2 separate regions of the Mus musculus genome follow, and region 2 is linked to region 1. Evidence: chromatin contacts called from public promoter capture Hi-C data. All regions are on one chromosome and are shown on one strand. The core of a region is the stretch at or near the end of the contact, and the rest is flanking DNA. Distances in the headings are between cores, read along the strand shown. Region 1 holds the start of Pik3r1 (phosphoinositide-3-kinase regulatory subunit 1). Region 2 holds the start of Erbin (Erbb2 interacting protein).

Evidence for each region. Promoter capture Hi-C pulls out the DNA fragments that hold promoters and counts their contacts.
Region 2: a promoter capture Hi-C map of liver shows a contact between it and region 1, with 3 times the contacts expected there. The contact joins the promoter of Erbin here to the promoter of Pik3r1 in region 1. A contact is called at or near these places in 2 of 39 promoter capture datasets (hippocampal neurons and liver).

What each region holds. Positions count from the first base shown.
Region 1 is chr13:101,766,877-101,769,576 of GRCm38.p6, forward strand. It overlaps Pik3r1 (phosphoinositide-3-kinase regulatory subunit 1), which reads right to left and starts at 1,341. Exons shown (of 16, transcript NM_001077495.2): 1 at 1,101-1,341.
Region 2 is chr13:103,919,219-103,921,918 of GRCm38.p6, forward strand. Erbin (Erbb2 interacting protein) reads right to left here and starts at 1,368. Exons shown (of 26, transcript NM_001289473.1): 1 at 1,028-1,368. It overlaps D130037M23Rik, which reads left to right. Exons shown (of 1, transcript XM_006517803.4): 1 at 1-2,700. The coding sequence starts at 775. The coding sequence ends at 2,604.

The sequences.
Region 1 (2,700 bases), core at 91-2,590:
AAGAAAAGGGGGAAAATTAAGTCCTAAAATCATGAAACCCCTAAATAAAGCATAAATTCACACCAGTACAGCAATAGAGCCTGCAGCTTCTTCAAGAATTAACGGTGGAAGTGAGACCTTTCCGGTATTACTAGCGCCAGGAGCAGAATTCCCCTGAATACAGTGCCGGCACACAGCATTCAACATGTCACAGCCACTCCGCTCACACCCTTGCGTTATTGTGCGCGAAAGCTGGTTACTAAAATGCATTTCTGTACATGCGTGCCTGGTCAGAGCGTTTCTATTCTCTTTGTCTCGTGATCTGCCGGGCAGTTTCTGCCTTTGGGAAGGAAGTAGCTTGCAGACAATTCCCCCAGATATTTTAGCTCTGGCTTGCACGCGGGCCGGTTCTCCCTGGCCGGCAGCTTAGTGCTGGGCAGGTCCTTCCAGGGTCGCCCCGCGTTAGGAAAAGCTGGATTTCCGGGCGGTGCCAGGATCCCACTCATTATGCCTCCAGCAACCTGCCCAAGCCCGGCGGGCGCCAGACGCCGAGCTAGAGCCCCAGCCACCGACCGCCCCGAGGAGCACTTCCCCCACCCCGGAAGAGGAGGGAGGCAAACTTCGGAGGGCGGGGGCTGGGGGCGAGCTCCGGGGACCACCATGGCCCAGCCTGGCCGGAGACCCCGGCTGGGGCTCCGGGCCTGGAGGGTACGCCGCGCTAACGCAAAGGCAGCGATCCAGGCACTCTCCTCGCGCGCTCCCGGCTTCGGAAAGCTGCAGGGCGATCGGGGACCCTCGGAAGCGTGAGGTGACGGAGGAGGAGGGGAGCCGGTGACCGCTGGCAACTCCAGGACCGAACGCTCCGGGTAACGAGCACAGCCCGCCCGGGGTGGCACGAAGGAAATGAGAGCAGGAGGTGGCTGCGACCAAGCAAGCTGGTCACTGGCCGGAGAAGGCTTCCAAGTGGCCGAGAGATGCTGGCGACTGGGAGCTGGCAGCCTGCTCGCTTCCCCTTGAGTGGCTCGGCAGCAGAAGTGGCTGCCGGTGACAGGAAGAGCAGCGGCCGTGCGCGTTCGCACCGCTTCCCCCTCCCGGGCACACCGGGACCCGCCGCCGCCTACCTCCGGGTCGGCTCGCTTCCTTCCTCTGCCCAGCCTGGGCTTCAGCGGCCTCTGAAGCTCCCAGCTCCCAGGCTCCTGCGATCCAGCTGCGACCTGCCGTCGCTTCGCTGTCCCGGTTCCTTGGCTGCACAGCCGTCCTCACCGCTACCGCTGCCGCTGCCGCTGCCGCTGCTTCCTCCAACTCGGCTCCAGCTGCTAGCTACTCCTCTCCCTGAGCGGCGCAGCTCCAGCGCCAGGCGCCAGCCCCACCCCGGGCCCGCCCCTGCGCCCCGCCCCCAGATACACACCAATCAACGCCCGAGACCCCGCCCCCCAGCGCCCGAGCCGCGCCCTCCGCCTCTGCCAGTCTCCGGGAGGGCTACCAAGGTCTAGGAGCTACGCTCTGTGCTGCCGACCCTACCCCGCACCCCTCGCTGCCCTCGCCCCCGCCCCCGGCTCGGGGATGCCCCGGGCGACTGGACGGCGCGCGCCCTCCGCTACGGAGCGCTCTAACTCTGCGTGCTTGGGGCTGGCTCGCCTGCGGGGCGTCGCCCAGGCCCGAAGCAGGGAGTTCAAATGGGGATGGGGGTGGGGGGTGGGAAATAAGTTCAGGCCTCTCTGGAGCCCAGCCGGCTGCCTGCGAGACCCTGCCTCTTTCGAATCCACTAGAGCTTCAGGACAGTGGCTGGGTTCAGGAAGATGCAGATGCGAGGGCTCGCCAAAGCGGGGAGGCCCTGTAATTCCTGGCCTTGCCTGCCCAGCTTCCCTAGTGGTCAGAAAAACCGCGCCACCCGGCGTGGCACTCCCGGGGTGAAGGAGGGGTGAAAGGGTGAGCTGGAGCAACGAGTGCCCGCCGCCTGCAAAAGCCTGGCACGGCTGCCTCCAGGAACCAAGGCGGGATCTAGAGGAAAAGGAGTGTTCTGTGAGGAGGGCGCATACCGGGTGATCTCTGGCAGTCCTTGCAAGGCAGAGCCTATGTAGGTCATTCAGCCAGTCCACCGCCTTCTAACGCTTCTGATAGGCTGGAGAAACTCAAATGAAGTCTATGGTTTGTTAGATGTAAAAATGTAGATCCTTGGAGTAGAAACCACTATGGAAGCTGCTCAAGAAAAAAGTGATAATGGCTCAGCCTTCCCAGATAAGAAAGGATGATAGCCCCGTGTTTTGTCTTCATAAAAACGTTCAAGAACTCATGGACTTTTTAAATTTTGCTCCCAAAATATGTCTTATTTTGTAGTTCAGGAACCTGTAGCCACCCACCCTTCTTGCCCTAAAGATCCCTTTTGCAGCTATTCTGGCAACAAAATGCTTTTTCTTAACCAAGAACTTAGTCTGTTGTCAAATTCTAAATTTGGTAGTGTATTACTGTGAGTTTTGGAAGCAGAGGGAAAAAATGAAATTCACAGTTTATGTTAAACAAATGCAGTCACGTTTAAAGGTGACGCCCATTCTAAAAGAAGAGATCTCAGTACACAATTCAGGTACTAATGTTTCTGGTACTCTTGGTATCTAATAAAGACAAAAGCAGGCTGCTACCCACATCACATTTAAGAATTTGCCTACCCATTGGACACGCAAACTTTATATGCCCCAGTACAGGGGAACGCCAGGGCCAAAAAGG
Region 2 (2,700 bases), core at 118-2,617, 2.2 Mb after region 1:
AGAAAACTCCATCGGTTCAGAAGCGTCCCTAGGTCTGACTGGTGGAATGTCTGCCATGCTTCACGAATTCCTGCCCGAACAGTCCGTACCTATCACTTATTAGGCAGAAGCAAACAAAAACAGATGGGCCAACACACATACAACTGCAAAACAGCGCCGCTTTTTCCGCACAGTGTGACTCTTCTGAAAATTTTAAGGGTTTTATTTCGCTTCCCTTCCAGTGTTGTTCCTATTCGGAACTGCATACAAGTCCTGACCAATCAACTACTTGCAGGTGTTTGGCGTTTTGTTTTGTTTTTGTAGCCATATCCTTCTCCGTCCTCATCCCTAATCTTTACGACATTCTGTTTCCTAGAACGCCAGTTTCAAGAAAAATCTAGCAGCTACTCTTCAATCAAGTAACCAAACAAGCACTGTTAAGCTACTGACTGAAAAGAACGCACGACTTACTACTACTACAAGCGGCGCCTTCGCTGTCCAGAAAAAGCAATCGGGAATGGCAGGCAGCCGGTTTCTAAAGTCCAAAGAACCAGACGTGTTCTACCGAAACGACCTCCGCGTAGGATTAACGCGAAAACCAAAACAATCGGCACCAACATAAACAAATGTGGCAGCCATCTCAGGGAGAGGGAATCAATCTCTCCCCGCAGCCAGAAGACTCAACTTTCTTCGGAAACAAAAGTTGCCAGCCTCAGCAACTTGATATACAATGTATACGTCCCGGAGCACTAAAACTTCTGGCCCTCCTGCTCAACAAAGGAACTCTTTCTTCCGATGGCTGAAAAACTTTTCGTCCCACCGCATTCTTACAATCCCCGTCTTAAAAAGAAAGGAATCCAGACGGTAGACGGGGCGAGGGGGAGAAATCAGTTCTACTATTCGGCGGCTAAAATGCCAAGGCACGGGAGAAAGAAGGGAGACGAGTCGGGCAGAGCGAGGTGGACTAAAGTACCGTCGCTTCCGGCCCACGAACTTGGCTCGACGCTTCCCGTAAAAGAAAGAAAAAAAAAGAAAGAAAAGAAATTACCTCTCAGGGTGTCTCAGGGCAGCCGTCCCGAGGCTCGGCTTGACATGGTTCCCTGCCCTTCCTCAGTGGCTCCGGGCCCCGCCGAGGCTCCCGTGAGGACGAGGCGGATGTGGAGCTGCCGCCCGGCCGGCCGCAGCAGTGCGGCTGCTCCGGTGGGGGCTGGGGTGCGGGCTGGCTTCCTGCTCGCGACTTGTGTCAGGAGTTTCCCAGCCCCGGCTCGCTTCTCCGCCGAAGGAAAAAACTTTTCACTCGTGACACCGCCCGGAATTGCCGTGCGAAACTCACTTCCTGCCTGGGTGAAAAGCAGGCTCCAGCTCGGGGCCCGGGAACCCGGAACCCCGGGGTGGCGCGCCGCGCCGCCGAGGGGGAGGGGACGGCGCCCGCCCCGAGCCGCGGAACCTCGCGCGGCCCACGGGGGGCGAGGACGCGGAGCTCGGCCGGCCTGGGCCGCACTAGGCCTCCGCCCCCACAGCCGCGCCGCGCGGGTATTGTCTCGAGTGCGCCGGCCGCGCCCTGCGCCCGCCCGGCCCCCGCCGCTCCGAGCCGGAGCCGACCGGCCGCGCAGGCTGGAAGGCGACCGTCCGTCGGGCGGTCCGACCGGCCGGCCCTGTCTCTGCCACTCGCGCTCGAACCCTCCGGGCTTCCCGCCGCCGTCCCTGCGCTCTCCTCCGTCCTCTTTCCCTGCGGTCGCGGCCGCGGCGGCGCGGTCTCCTCGGGAGCTCGCGGGCCCGCGCCGGGGGCCCAGGCTGCGTCGCGCGCCGCCGCGCCACCTTCACTCTCGAGCGGGAGACGGAGAGGGGAGGCGAGGCGGAGGAGAGAAAGGAGGAGGCGGACCCGGGCCGGGCCGGGGTGGAGGGAGTTTCTGCTTCACAGGCCTCGGCGGCAACAGCGCCACCGCCCCGGCGGCTAAGGGGGCCGAGGCTGCGCGCGGCGGCGGCGGCGGCGACGGGGGCGGGGCGGGCTCCCGCGGGGGCGCCCCAACCGCCCACAGCCAGGCGAAGGCCGGCGCGAGCCAGTCAGCGCGCACGGGGTCTACGCGGTCGACGTCGGCGGCGGGGGGCGCGGGCCGGGGGCCGCGGGCCGGCGGGGAGGCGCGCGGCGGGAGGCCCGCCACCCACCCTCCCGAGGCCCGGGCCGCCGGGCTCCCCTCCGCCCCCCACGACCCCGCGAGGCCTCCGCCGCCCGGGCCGATCGAGTTTCTTTGTACGACCGTAATTGGTGCAAAGAGGTTGTTCGAGTGCAGCCCCGATTTCCAGGCAGCAGGTATCTCTTTCAGCTGCAGCACTCCGACGCCTCTAATGGCACGCTCAGGTTGCAGGAAACCACCGCCGCTGCTCCGTGCAGCTTCTTCCCACGCCGGGCCGGCCTCCGAGCTTGCTGCAAGCGGCGACGCGGCCGGGGGCCCCTCCGAGGAGACAAAGCTGGTGCTGGGAGGCGGGGAGCGTGGCCCGCGAAATTGCCTCAAGACGGTGCCTTTGTTAGAGGAAACATTGGATGCACTCCGAGCGCCGCGAAGCCTTCCAGCCCCTACGCTTTCGGGCGTGCAGTCGTTCAGTCAGTCGCGCTGGCCCTGGTAGTTCTGCCTGGCAGGGTTTGCGTTTATTGCAGAGAGAGACTTAAGCATTCTGTCAACACATATGGCTTAGAAAGCTTCAACCATAACATTGCCGTTT